Linked DNA regions of Mus musculus: all the other regions are linked to region 1. The links are chromatin contacts, called in public HiChIP or PLAC-seq and promoter capture Hi-C maps. All regions are on one chromosome and are shown on one strand. Each heading gives the region's core, a stretch centred on a gene start, on an enhancer-like site or on the middle of the called end of the contact. The rest is flanking DNA. Distances are from core to core; before and after follow the strand shown. Region 1 holds the start of Wee1 (WEE 1 homolog 1 (S. pombe)). Region 2 overlaps Sbf2 (SET binding factor 2). Region 3 holds the start of Tmem9b (TMEM9 domain family, member B).

Region 1 (4,020 bases), core at 1,223-3,722:
AAGATATAGATCATATTACAGATAAATTAAAGGCAGTTTTCTAAACTTACTTTTATTTATATGTCCTGTAAAATTAAGAAAATGTCAACTGTCCATAAAAAAGTGTGGAGAAGGGGAGGTGTGAAGAGGAGGTGACAGATATCCCCTCCAGGGCTCTCACCGCCATCAGGTGTAAAGTTCTTATCCTACACAGAATTAAAGGCAAGTAAGTGTGTGAGCCAGGTGTGATGCACCTTGGAATCCTGAATCTCCACTGATAGAGACCTACAATCACAGCGAGAACAACCAGCTCAACATAATTACAGTTTGGGTTAGCGTACGAAAAGACACATTTAGACAGCTGTGGTTACTTCGAAGCACCAAGTAGGATCTCAGGATCCTTCATGCCATGTTCTTAGGTACTAAAATGGGCTTTTATTAAAAATTCAGCTTGGCAGAGCTGACAGATGGCTCAGAGTGAAGGCCTTTGCAAGCCTGAGTTTGACTACTACAATTCAAGTAAAGGTTAATGTCCTTCACAGACATACTACAGCACACTTACATAGTAGCATGTACACAAACACTAATAATCATCATTTATTCTTGAAATAGGGTCTTACTTGGTAGTTTCAGCTGGATGGTAGTTTCTGCTTGCCTCTACTCCTGAGTGCTGGGATTAAGTGCCGCCCAGCCTGGCAATAATAATAATTTTAAATTTTAGCTTGGAAGCTGGACCTGTGACTCATACTTGTAATTGGAGGGCTTAAAAAAAAAAAAAAAACCAAAACCTCAGATGAACTGAGAATCTCAGAAGAGTTGACATTGACAAGCTGATAAAAGTTGCCCACAAGAAGATCACTATAACAACCTCCTTTGTATTTATGCTTTTGAGATACTATTAAGTGGAACAGATCTGCATATGGAAACTTCCACTCTAGAAGTTCTCTTTGAAACTGCCAAACTCACTGGCCTGCGTTGTTCTAAGTAAAGGGCAATTTGCTTCTGTTGAGCTCAATCTTACTTTCAGGTCACCCTGATCAACCCATCTAACAGCAATGTCAGAACTCCCAAGTCAAATGGATCCCTGTGAGTTAGTGGTCAGCTAGGGCTACACAGTTTTCTTATCTTGAAAACAAAACAAGACAAAACCAAACCAAACCAAACCAAAGATCAGTCCATCAGCCTGGCCTGGCAGGTGCACAGGTCTATAATCCCAGCACTCTGGAGGTGGTTCAAATAATCGGGCTACACGGCAAAGGCAGGTCTCAAAAACAAAAATCAGTTTGACTTTTCAGCCTTTGAAGTGTTAAAAAAAGCTCACACACACATTAGTACTCCTAACTACAGTAAATGACAACAGAAGAGTATAATAGGCTATTATCCAGATAATGTGAATCTACATTAAAAAACATCAAGCTTTCTACTGATGGCCTCAGTTCCCCAAAAGTGGGTTCTAATTTCCTAGTGAAAAAGAAACCTACTTTTCTGTATGACAGTCTGGCCTCAGTAATTCCCACTCCAGCAGAGAATGCTAAAAAAAAAAAAAACAAAACCGTAACAAGGAGAAATGATTGATCATAGCATACAAAATAGGAACACACTTGTTGTAAACAGATTTAAGTTACGGTTGAGAAGGTTGTGGAAACTTATTTTTTCCTGGAAATTATGAGACAGGACCACTACAGAGCAAAGGGGTTTTAAACTTCTGGTCCTCCTGCCTCAGCTTCCAGACTGTTTGAATCACAGGTGTGTGCGCCAGCACTCACCTCTGTTACACTTCAGTTTTGTTTTGTTTTTTTTCTCTCCCGGGACCAATCAGTTTGGCTAGCGCACTCTCACGTGTAAGCGAACAAATATAAACACCACGGTTGCAGGTCAGGCATTCGGGCTTGTGGCAGGACCAATTATCACGGATAAGTCTGGCTGTGAGGGACACAAGACTGTGTGAGAGGCCACCTCTGTGTCCTAGTCCTGCAGCTCATTATCTGAGTTTCGCGCTGGGCAAGGTCCAGAGCTCGGTCACTGTTTCCGGCTCGGACCGCGACTATAGAACGTGACTGGACACAGCCACGCCCAGAACGCCCCAGGGGTCGGGCCTCAGAACCTGGGGTTGGACCAGGCTTCTAGGCGTCCCCAAAGGCTGCACGGTGTCCGGATGCTTCTGAACCCGGAGACAGGGAGGCCGACCCAAGGCCAGCACTGGGCAGTAGCCGCCGTCCTCTCGCCCCTCCTCGCAGGGCGGCTCCCGGCAGGCTCCGGTCCTCTAAACATAGACTCTGGGTGGGGTTCTGTGCAATCCAGGCCCACTCATTGGCCCGGGATGCCGCGACCCGCCCACGACTGGCGGCGCGCCTAGGCTGTGGGGCGGAGTCAGCGAGTTCCCGCCAAAATCGCGTAGCTGGTTCCTCCCCCGTGGGCTACGTCGCGCCCTCCCTGTTTTTTCAAACCGGGGCTGGGCGGGGATTGGTGGGCTGGGCCCTCACGTGGTTAACGGTCGCGGGAAGCCGCGGAACCCGAACTTGCGGACGAACTTGCGGAGCCTTTCGCCAGCACTGGACCGGCCAGTCTCCGCTGGACATCCCGCGCCGCAGCCGTCGCCGTCGCCCCGTCGTGAGCTTGACGGGCCTCGGAGTTGCCGCCGCGCAGGCCCGCTGCAGCCTCAGCCCGGCGCGCCCGATCGCACGTGGCGGACCCGCCCCCTGTGCCAGCCGCGACCTGGACGCCGCCGGCCTCTGCTCGCCGGTCCTGTGTTCTCCCGTGCTCCGCCGTGACTGCAGCCGGGAAATGAGCTTCCTGAGCCGACAGCAGCCGCCGCCCACCCGCCGCGTAGGAGCCGCTTACAGTCTGCGGCAGAAGCTCATCTTCTCGCCGGGCAGCGACTGTGAGGAAGAGGAGGAGGAGGAGGAGGAAGGCAGCGGCCACAGTACGGGGGAGGACTCGGCCTTCCAGGAACCGGATTCGCCCCTGCCTTCTGCACGCAGCCCTGCCGAGGCCGAGGCCGAGCGCCGCCGTCGCTCGCCCGGCGCGGAGCCCAGCAGCCCGGGAGAGCTGGAGGACGACTTGCTGCTGCAGGGCGGCGGCGGAGGCGCGCAAGCGGCGGGTGGAGGCGCCGAGGGCGACTCTTGGGAGGAGGAGGGTTTCGGCTCCTCGTCGCCCGTCAAATCACCTTCGACCGCCTACTTTCTGAGCAGCCCGTTCTCGCCAGTGCGCTGCGGCGGCCCAGGGGATGCCTCCCCGCAGGGTTGCGGGGCTCCGCGAGCCATGGACGACCCCTGCTCGCCGCAGCCCGACTACCCGAGCACCCCTCCGCACAAGACCTTCCGCAAGCTGCGCCTGTTCGACACGCCGCACACTCCCAAGGTAATGGAGGGGGCGGAGGAGCCGGCTCCAGGGCCTTTAAAAAAAAAGGCCGCGGCGCTGCAGCCCTGCGCGCCACTGCCCGGGTTCGGTTACATAACCGCCCCGCCGCACCCCGCTCGCTGTCCTGCGCCGCCACTCAAAAAAAAAAAAAAAGTTGGCAGCCCCCCTTTTTGGCTCTGCCTAGAAGTTGTCGGTTAAGATTATGTAACTGAACAATGGGCCTGGTCTGTAACTACTCCACTTTACAAAGGGCCTGGTCCCCGCTGTCCAGGTGGTTGAGTATTGGGTCTCGGTGGTCCGGTGTGCCAGGGTGCCGGATTGCTGCTGGCCACCTGACACTCCGAGCCATATGGTGCCTGTTAAATCCGGTGTCCGGGCCTGTAATTTGGGGGGCACGGATGGAAGGAGTTAGGTTTATTAAAGGGTTTGTTCCAACCCCCTGGACTTGTGGTTCCATGTGATATGGCATTAGAGATTCTGCGCGTCCTTTTGAGTCTCTGTGTTTACCGTCGTGAACTCATGGATATTCCAGGTTGCTTTTGATTGTCTTTCGGGATTTAGTATTACGGAAGCTTTGTGTTTATTCTGGAGTTTCCCCTGCCGTTTTGTTGGTCTGTGTGTCAAAACTAATGTGTCTTAAAGCAGAGTGTGTTCAGAACCCGTTTGGAATAGCCGGTGAAT
Region 2 (4,503 bases), core at 375-2,874, 310 kb after region 1:
GGTGTTGGTCCTCACTTTCTATCTTGTTTGAGACAAGCTCTTTTGTTCTCTACTGTGTAGGTTAGGCTAGCTTGCTTGCAAGCTTCTGGCATTTCTCCCATCTCTACATTCCACCTCTCCACTGAGTACACGGAAATAAATTATGGACATGGACACTACTGGGTCTTGTTATTACATGAACTCTGGGGATCTGAACTCAGGATGTCAGGTTCACATGGCTTTATCCACTGGGCCATATAGGGCCTCCTCATTTTAACAACTAAAACATAAAAAAATTTAAAGTAGAAACTTCTTAGCATCTCTATTACCTGCTGTTCTAGCAATGACTAAGGTCATTTAGGAAAATAAAGGTTACATGCAGTACTTCTAGTCAAAACCTGTAATGTGGCATGCTTATCCTTACAGTGAAACAAAGACCCATAACAAGTCAAGGGAGCCCAGAAGAACATAGCAGCTTGGATCTTACATGGCCCCCAGTGAGCCATATGCTAGGTTTCGTCATCAGCCATTGGTGCTATTGGGAATGCTAAAATCCTTAGGAGTTAGGGCCCAGTGGAAAGAAGTTGTACTGCAAAGTATGTGCCCTGAATGGGGATATTGGCCCCTTCCTGTCTCTGTTTCTTAGCCACATTGAGGTGAACAGCCTCTTCTAATATGCACACTCATCATAATGAGCCATGTCACCAAGTCCAAGATATCAGGGTTCAGCAGCTTTTCCTTAAAGTCTCTGAACCATAGAGTCGACATTAATCTTTCATCCTTGTAAGTTAATTGTTTCAGGTATTTTTTTCTAGTACTATACAGACTAACGGAGAGAAAACGGCTGCGTCAAGGTTTCAGATGTATGCAACCTTCTATAGCCTATGACTAAACGGACAAGGATTAAATGGACAAGCTGAATAGGCATCCCAGAAACAAGATTAGACATGAAAACATGATAAAACTAGGTAGCATTACAATTCAGCAGCACATTTAGGTGATCCAGTGAGTACATTGAAGTACTTGAGTTTATGTTCTCTGGTTTCAGCATGCTTGGTGCTCACATCCAAGCCTGAGCATTTCATCAGTAGGTGTGATCTGGGACAGGATGACTCGCTCATCCTCATATGTACTGACGATAGATAATACAGAACTTATCACAGACGTCTTGTGATTGCGATCACCACTATACGCATGCCAGGATCAATCTAAGGCTATTTTCTAAAACTCTAAATAACATCTATTTTAAAAAGTTCTCTATTACATGTTTTTTGTATGATACCATACGCTTAAAATGAAATGCACTCCTTTCCTTTCTAACATTGCAATACAGACAATGTATATGTTAGTAATAGCAATTGCACTTGTAGTAAAAGAAGCAACACATTTACACATACATCACTTCTTAAAAGATATTGCGCATTAACAGTGTTCTTATAAACAAATCAGAAAACCTGTAAACCAAATCTATATAATAAGCATTTGAAAACCCCATGTTAAAAGTTCAAAGGTGAGCCTACCTGTAGTGGCAGAAACATTCTACAGTAAAATGTAGACCTTAGATAGATTTGCTAATTTATGACACACTGTGCTTATCTGATGCAAATCTACTATTTGGTTTCCTAGCTGCTGTGTCTGTGCACTACTGCCCTCTAATGGGCAGCACGTTAAGTGTAGAAGACTGTATGTTTCACCTGAAACTGCCGCATGCCAGTAGAACTTGTGTGAAACAAGCAGCAAGGAAAGGAAGCTCAAGCTAGGACTTGCTGCATTCACGAGGGTCTTAGACATATCTACTCTGACTTCTCACTATCACTGGTTTCGACTGGTTCCTTAGGGTCCTGATTTCATTAAAAATTGTAATCCAGTTTTATGTCTAAAACAAGGAAATCTGTTACTTTCTAACAGTCCAAGCCAACAAACACATTTTTACTTGAGTTCAGAGAAATGTAAATTTAAATATAAAGTAATAACCAAAGACTCAGACAACTGAACACAGTGACACAGAAACAATTTTGTGCAAGTCCACCAGAATGAACAGCTAAGAAAGTCTGGCTAAGTTCAGTCCTTTCACTGGGAGTAAATTTTAAGGTTTGATGCTGCTTTTCCAGGGGTGGTCTCTGTAATCCTGCTGTAACTCACACACGGAGAGGCTCACTGCTTTTCTCAGATTTAAAAAAATTACCAACTTATATACCATGTGGTCAGGAAACATCAATTTTTTTCTTTCTTTGTCAGACTAAATGAGGGTATGCTCAGGATTTATAGAAGAGAAGGTCAGACACACATGTCAAACACACATGTCAAATAAAGGAAAACAAAAATCTTCAGACTTACTGGAAATCTAAAGTAGGCCATAGCCACACTAACAATAACAATGAAACAATAAATATTCTTTGTTAGAGGTTACTAAATATTCTAGATTAGTTGGGATATTTAAAATTGTTTCAATATCCACCACTCATACCTAGTACTCTGAAGAATAACACAAATCTCCCCAAATGTAGTTGAAGACATTATTATCACTTATGTAAATCACTCTTGAGCTGCCTGACAGTAGATGACACTGATGGAATGCGACAGTTTCAATTTTCTAACTTTATTAACCTTTTAGTGGCCACTGAGATGCATCATGGTCTCCTAACATTAACGCATTTGTGTGGAGGCTTTTCCCAGCTAATGTGCTGAACTGTGTCACTTTTCATTGGATGTGCTGAACTGTGTCACTTTTCATTGGATGTGCTGAACTGTGTCACTTTTCATTGGATGTGCTGAACTGTGTCACTTTTCATTGGATGTGCTTATTCATTTTGATACTACTAGCATTTTAAACTTGACACTTCCTTGTTTAGGGCAGATGTGGGTGTTTTCACGCACTGTGAAATATTTGGAAACATCACAGTCTAGCTGTGATAACGAAAAGTGTTTTTTGATATTGCCCAATATGATAGTGTCTCTAAGTAGAGTAGGGAAGGTTTAGTGTTTGGAGAATCAATACTTTAATGACTCCAGAGAAAGAGTCTCTACTATTACCTAATTATATTAAGGCAGCATTTGCATATAATGGTTATATAACATTATATACATTCACTTGCCTGCTGAAATTAAAATAGTCACAAAGACTATTTTACAAAAGTACTGCACACTTTTGAGAACGAGTGCAAGAAAAACAAAGAAGCAAAAAATAAGTTAAGATCCTGAGTGTTGTTTCAGACAGACAGCAAATGGAACTCTCATACACTACAGGTGGGAATACAAAATAATACAGACACATAAGAAAACAATCAGCAGGTTTTAATAATGTTAAATGTTGTGCTACCATATACCCTGGTATCTGAGTCCTAAGGATTTATCTAAGAGAAATAAAGTTTGCATTCATGTAAGTGCCTGTATAAATGTCTAGGATATTCATTATTGCCAAAACTGTTATTCAGCAAGTCAGAGAAATAAAACTTAGGCAATCTATGCAAGTGGGATGCTGCTCACTAGTGAGAGGTGCCATCTCCATCTCTATGTGACCATGGATGAACCTGAAATAAACTATATTAAGAGAATGAAGGCAAATTCAAAACAAGTGAACTGTGGAAAGACAAAGCTATAGAGATAGAAAACAGATCACTGGTCACCAAGGGTTTGAGGTGGTAGAAAGATGTGACTCCACTAGGCATTAAAGAGCTCCCTGGGTGGTAAGAATGCCATAGGCACTTAATATGATGCTGGGGGCATCATGCACTTGTCAAAATCTGTAGATGGGTGCACTCAAGATTCTGCTCCATGTAAAGCCAACTGCAAAAATTGACTTATCACGAATAAGCAAATCAGAGAGAGGAGTTTATGCTTTGAGTTAAAGGGTCTTACTTTAACTGGTTTTCTAGTTCTTCAAAATGAAATTTCCTAAAATTCTTATCTTGATTATACTGGCATTTAATTATGAGGTCTTGTATAAGGTCTTGTATGAGGTCTGCAATCACAATGCCTTAGGACAGGGTGCCTACGTAGGAAAACACGCTCATGCAAATACTGAAAGGCAGAGGGCAGCCTCCAGTAGTACCAGCTGGGCACACAGGAGAAGTTGTGTAGAAGTGTACACATGATCTCTGTGGCAAAAACCCTGCCAGAGCTTGTGTGAGTCATCTCAATAGCTTTGTTTTCTCCTCTATTCTACATTTCCAAGGTTCTGAAGTCACCAATAATTTTCTTAGGTATTTAAGAAGTTCCAGGAATCAAGAAAAGCAGCTAAATCTAGTTCAATTCATAGAACCCCCATTCCTGAAACCTCACTAAAGGGCAAATTATAGGAGCGATGTGAAGAAACTGGAAAGTGAACATCTCTTTGAAATCCTGAACTGGGATGTGAAGACAGGCTAGACATATACCACACTTAAATGTAGCCGAGTATTTACAAACATTTGAATAGAATCACCATTTTTCAATTCTAAAACAAGAATAATCAAACTAAAATTATATGGTTGATTCCTGCTTACCACAGGGGAATTTCAGAAGTGTGACTTTGACATAGTAGTG
Region 3 (4,271 bases), core at 71-2,570, 370 kb before region 1:
AACCACTGTGCCAGAGCCTGTGCTCAATGAGGAGGACTCAGAGAAGCAAAAGACACAGCTCCTGTTTCCTGGGACAAATCCTATCAAGGGGAGACGGATGTTTATATCATGATACACTACATAAAATGGTAATGTTTGACATCCATACAGAGAGTCCATACTAGAAGTATTTCAAAAGTTGGGAAACTTTTTGCTGTCCCTATTTCTGATGACACCAGAAAGACTGAAAAAAAAAAAAAAACCAAATTGCTCAAAAACACCTGCCTACCTGTGACCTATCTTTCCCAGCCCTTTATAACATTTAAAAATATTATAAAACTTTTTAAAAATGCAGTGTCACTATTTCCCACTACACCGTGGAGTCTTTCTATTTTGCCCCAAAATTAGTTAGCCCACTGGGAGGAAAGCACATGTTTTCTTGGGCCAGAACAGCTCTGGGTCACCAGAAAATATATGGGGACCAAAAGGTTTAGAAACACAGTGAGGAATAGGACACAACTTCCTGTCACCTCTCTCCTAGGCTAGTAAATTATCAGAAGAGGGGTGTGTGTGTGTGTGTGTGTGTGTGTGTGTGTTTTCCTGGAGGGGATCTTGGTGAGAGTATCAGGCTAGTGGGGTGGCCCTACAGGTCCTTCTGGGAACGGGTAGTTGCCATGAGATTCGAGCCCCCACCATGGCAAGGGAATCTGCTTATCAATGAGTTGAGAGGAGCTAGTCCCTAGTAGGGAAGACTTCGGGGAGATGAGGGTGAGGGGAGCTAGTCCCTACTAGAGAAGATTTCAGGGAGATGAGGGTTTCCCACCGTTTGGATTGGGGGCTGAGAGCTGCCCAAGTTTAAGGGTGGAAAGTTCAAAGCTCCCAGGGCTGGAAAGTTCCGGGTGTGTCCCGTCGGGGCTGGGAAGGGAAATGTCAAGAGGCAGAGGGTTATAGACCCCGCTCTGGCACTGTTTGGGGCTAAGGCTTAGGATGCTCTAGAGAGGGCCAGCCCGGGCTGTGAAGCGGGGTCGGGGGGATTTGGCTGTCGGATTGGGAGACCGGAGAGTGGGGAGCAAGTGGTCAGCCCCAGTTTCTGCCAGGCCAGAGGCAGGGGCGGAGCTCCTGTCAGGAGCCGGGCGGGGCGGGACTCACCTTGGCGGCGCCTGTCAGCTGCGCGAGCAGCAGCACCGACAGCGCCAGGCAGGACATGCTGAGCCCCGAGCCCAGCCGCAGCAGGTTTCCGCACCATAGGCTCGCCATCGCGGGAGCCAGCCGCTCCTGCGAGCCCCGAGCCCCGCGCCCGGCTCGGGATCCGGCTCGGGATCCTCCGCCCGCACTTCCGCCTGGGCCTGCGCGTCACCGTCCGCGCCGGGTCAGCTGCGAGAAAGCCTCCGCCCCGGAAACGGTTCCGGGTGCACAAGGCCCGCCACGGTCGCGGCCCCGGGGGTGCACTAAAGGCTGGGGGTCTTCCCCGGCCAGAGCTGGCGAATCCTGCACCCCAAGGGAGCAGGCCATGCGGATCTAGTCCCGCAGGCCGGGTGAACCCCATCCCCGGGAACTGCGAAGGCCGAGAGGGTGCTGTTCAGGAGACCTGACCAGAAGAGCCCGAGCGTCCTTAGATCGGAAGCCCACCCGGCGATGGAGGCTCGAGGCTCCGCACCGGGGCTTCAGTACGAACCTGCGGTCCGTGCGCCTCCAGGACACAGACTCCTGCCCGGCTCCCAACAGTAACTGTGAGCTGTCCACGCGGGTGTGGCTTCCACTAGGGGCTGACAGCCTTGGTCCAGTCTAGGACTGGGAAGTGGGCCACGGCGGCGAATCTGGGCTGGCTCAAGTCAGGCTTTGCAAGATGCGGACGCCCCTGGAGCATCCCCCGCCCAGGACTCCTGGAGGTGGAGAATCCAGGAGCCAAGCTCCTGTGAGGCAGTGCCTATTTAAAACAGTTGACCTCTCAGTCAGTTCTGGGAGCGCAGACCCTACTCCATGGGGTGTCTTTTTCTGTAGATACTTCAGGAGCACCCTGGAGAGAACATAGAGCTGCTCATTAAAATATTTTTTCCACTTAGTAGAGACTCTGGGGGTAGAGAAAGGGATGCAGCGTGCTCATCACAGCCCTTAGGGATTTGCTGAATGTCATAAGGGAAAATCACTTCCTTTCAATAAAAGGGGATTAAGTTTTATGATTTTCAATTTTTACTTATAAGACACCCCCACCCCGCCCCTTCAAGTGGTCCTTTCCTGGTTGGTGGAAATGTCTTTCTTAATTTACAGGTAGAAATTTCGCAGCGTTTTTCTGCTATGTGATTCTTGTCGATACTAGACTAGAATCTAACACAAAGTGCTATTGCATTAAATGTATTTAGCCCTTTTTTAGTCCTAAATGGCAACTAGCCCAAAGGACTAGATGCTTTCGCACCAGTTCTTGTGACAATCCTGTCACAGTGGGAATAATTGTCCTTCTAAGGGGTGTCCTACTAATCGCAGGGCTGTCAGGATAAAATTTGTTGGTGAGGTATTGTAGATCATCCTGTCACAGTGGGGATAATTGTCCTTCTAAGGGGTGTCCTACTAATCGCAGGGCTGTCAGGATAAAATTTGTTGGTGAGGTATTTAGATCTGATTGCTAAAAGCTGACTTAGTAGCCAGTTTGGATCAGTTTAGAGCTGTATGTCTGACATGTCCTTCAGATAAAGCATAGGAACCCTCCTTCAAAATTCTTTTCAGAGCCAATGCTCGTTGGATGCCTTTGATCCCAGAGGCAGGCAGATCTCTGAGACAAGGCCAGTCTGGTCTACAAAGTGAGTTCCAGGACAGGCTACATGGAGAGACCCTGTGTCACAAAAAGGAGGAGAAAGAGAAAGAGGAGGAGAAGGAAAATGAGGAAGGAGGAAGAGGAGGAGGAGGAGGAAGAAAGAAAACGAAGAAGGAGAAACAAAGAAAAAGAATTCTTTTCAGAGATTTGATGGGGGGGGGGTACAGAGATAAAGGACTGCAGCAATGCCTCAGGCTGGTGGGTTATTTTCAGTTATTTTCTTCTCTTTGTCCATGCTGTCTCAAACTAGTGGGCTCAAGAGATTCCCCTCCCTCAGGCTCCCTAATAACTGACTACAGGTATGGGCCACCAAGTCAGGCCCACCTCATCTGTTTAATGAAGAAGACCACATAACACTCAGTATGGGCAGAGCTTTAGAGCTACATGTGGCAATCAAATATTTGATTGCGAGGAATCTAAATCGAGTGTTGTATGCTGTATTTCGAGGTCAATACAAGGTAAACAAAATCTTTTTATTTTAAAATACTGATTAAAGTTGGGGCTGCAGAGCTGACTCAGCAGTTGTGAGCCCTTGCTGCTCTCGCAGAAGATTGAAGTTTGGTTTGCACCATCCACGTGGCAGCTTACAACCTTCTGTAACTCTGGTTCCAGGGGATTGGGTCCGCTCTTCTGTTTCCCAGTGGCACTGACACATATGGTACACATGTGTACATTTTTCGAAACACTCATACACGCAAAATTAAAAATTGAAATAGTGGTTAAAATTTAAATATTTTGAATGTATTGGATCATGTCTCCATGTGTGTCCTTTCTCTCAGCTTGTCTGCCTGGGACCCCCTGAGCACGAACCCTAGTCCTCCCACACAGCCCCATTTTCACTAACAAGATGAAACAATCATGAACCAGGAAAAACTTGCCAATCTGCAGGCACATGTTTGCATTGTTGGGAAAGGCACCTCCCACAGAAAGAAGGTGGTTCATAGGACAGCCACAGCCGATGATAAAAACTGCAGTTCTCCTTAAAGAAGTTAGCAACTGATAATGAAGAGGTGAACATGTTTAAAAACCAAGAAACTGATCCATTTTAGCAACTCTAAAGTTCAGGCGTCTCTGGTAGCAAACACCTTCACCATTCCAGGCCGCACTGAGATAAAACAGCTGACAGAAATGTTTCCCAGCATCCTAAACCAGCTTGGTGCAGGCAGTCTGACTAGTCTGACTAGAGACTGGCTGAAGCCGCCCAAACAGTCTAGATGGAGAAGCACCATTTGCTACTTACTAACGAGATGATAGTTCCAGATCCCTGGGGAATTTTGATGACGCCTCTAAGAACGTGGCAAGCTGAATCAAGGTGACTTCTGAAGAAGTTGACACTTGCAGAAGTTACAGGCGCTGCTATTTTATACATGGCTGCGTTTAGAAATTCTTTTGTTTATGGATCTGATAAAAATCTAGATCTCTAGCCAGGGGCGGTAACACACAGTTTTAATCCTAGCAATTGGGAATGAGAGGCAGGTGGATC

Evidence for each region. Promoter capture Hi-C pulls out the DNA fragments that hold promoters and counts their contacts. HiChIP or PLAC-seq counts read pairs in DNA pulled down with a chosen protein or histone mark.
Region 2: an H3K4me3 HiChIP or PLAC-seq map of bone marrow-derived macrophages shows a contact between it and region 1, with 2.8 times the contacts expected there. The contact joins the enhancer-like site here to the promoter of Wee1 in region 1. A contact is called at or near these places in 4 of 39 promoter capture datasets (the 3T3-L1 cell line, hippocampal neurons and pre-B cells), 4 of 115 datasets of contacts at active chromatin or transcription factors (the 230-238 cell line, astrocytes and bone marrow-derived macrophages) and 1 of 9 other capture datasets (liver).
Region 3: a contact with region 1 is called in a promoter capture Hi-C map of pre-B cells, with 2.2 times the contacts expected there. The contact joins the promoter of Tmem9b here to the promoter of Wee1 in region 1. A contact is called at or near these places in 9 of 39 promoter capture datasets (the 3T3-L1 cell line, 3T3-L1-derived adipocytes, the C10 cell line and 6 more), 3 of 484 Hi-C or Micro-C datasets (CD4 T cells, CD8 T cells and the G1E-ER4 cell line) and 2 of 115 datasets of contacts at active chromatin or transcription factors (memory CD8 T cells and microglia).

Annotation. Positions count from the first base shown.
Region 1 is chr7:110,119,587-110,123,606 of GRCm38.p6, forward strand. It overlaps Wee1 (WEE 1 homolog 1 (S. pombe)), which reads left to right and starts at 2,473. Exons shown (of 11, transcript NM_009516.3): 1 at 2,473-3,339. The coding sequence starts at 2,764.
Region 2 is chr7:110,430,842-110,435,344 of GRCm38.p6, forward strand. The region is part of intron 13 of Sbf2 (SET binding factor 2); the gene reads right to left. Among named protein-coding and RNA genes, the nearest start is that of Gm32861, 140 kb to the left of the region's middle. Within about 2 kb of position 1,625, at least 9 of the 459 cell types and tissues checked have an H3K27ac peak or open chromatin away from gene starts, as enhancers often do. A contact at or near this core is called in bone marrow-derived macrophages, where this site is marked.
Region 3 is chr7:109,750,943-109,755,213 of GRCm38.p6, forward strand. It overlaps Tmem9b (TMEM9 domain family, member B), which reads right to left and starts at 1,321. Exons shown (of 5, transcript NM_020050.1): 1 at 1,129-1,321. The coding sequence starts at 1,236. It also overlaps the pseudogene 4930431P19Rik.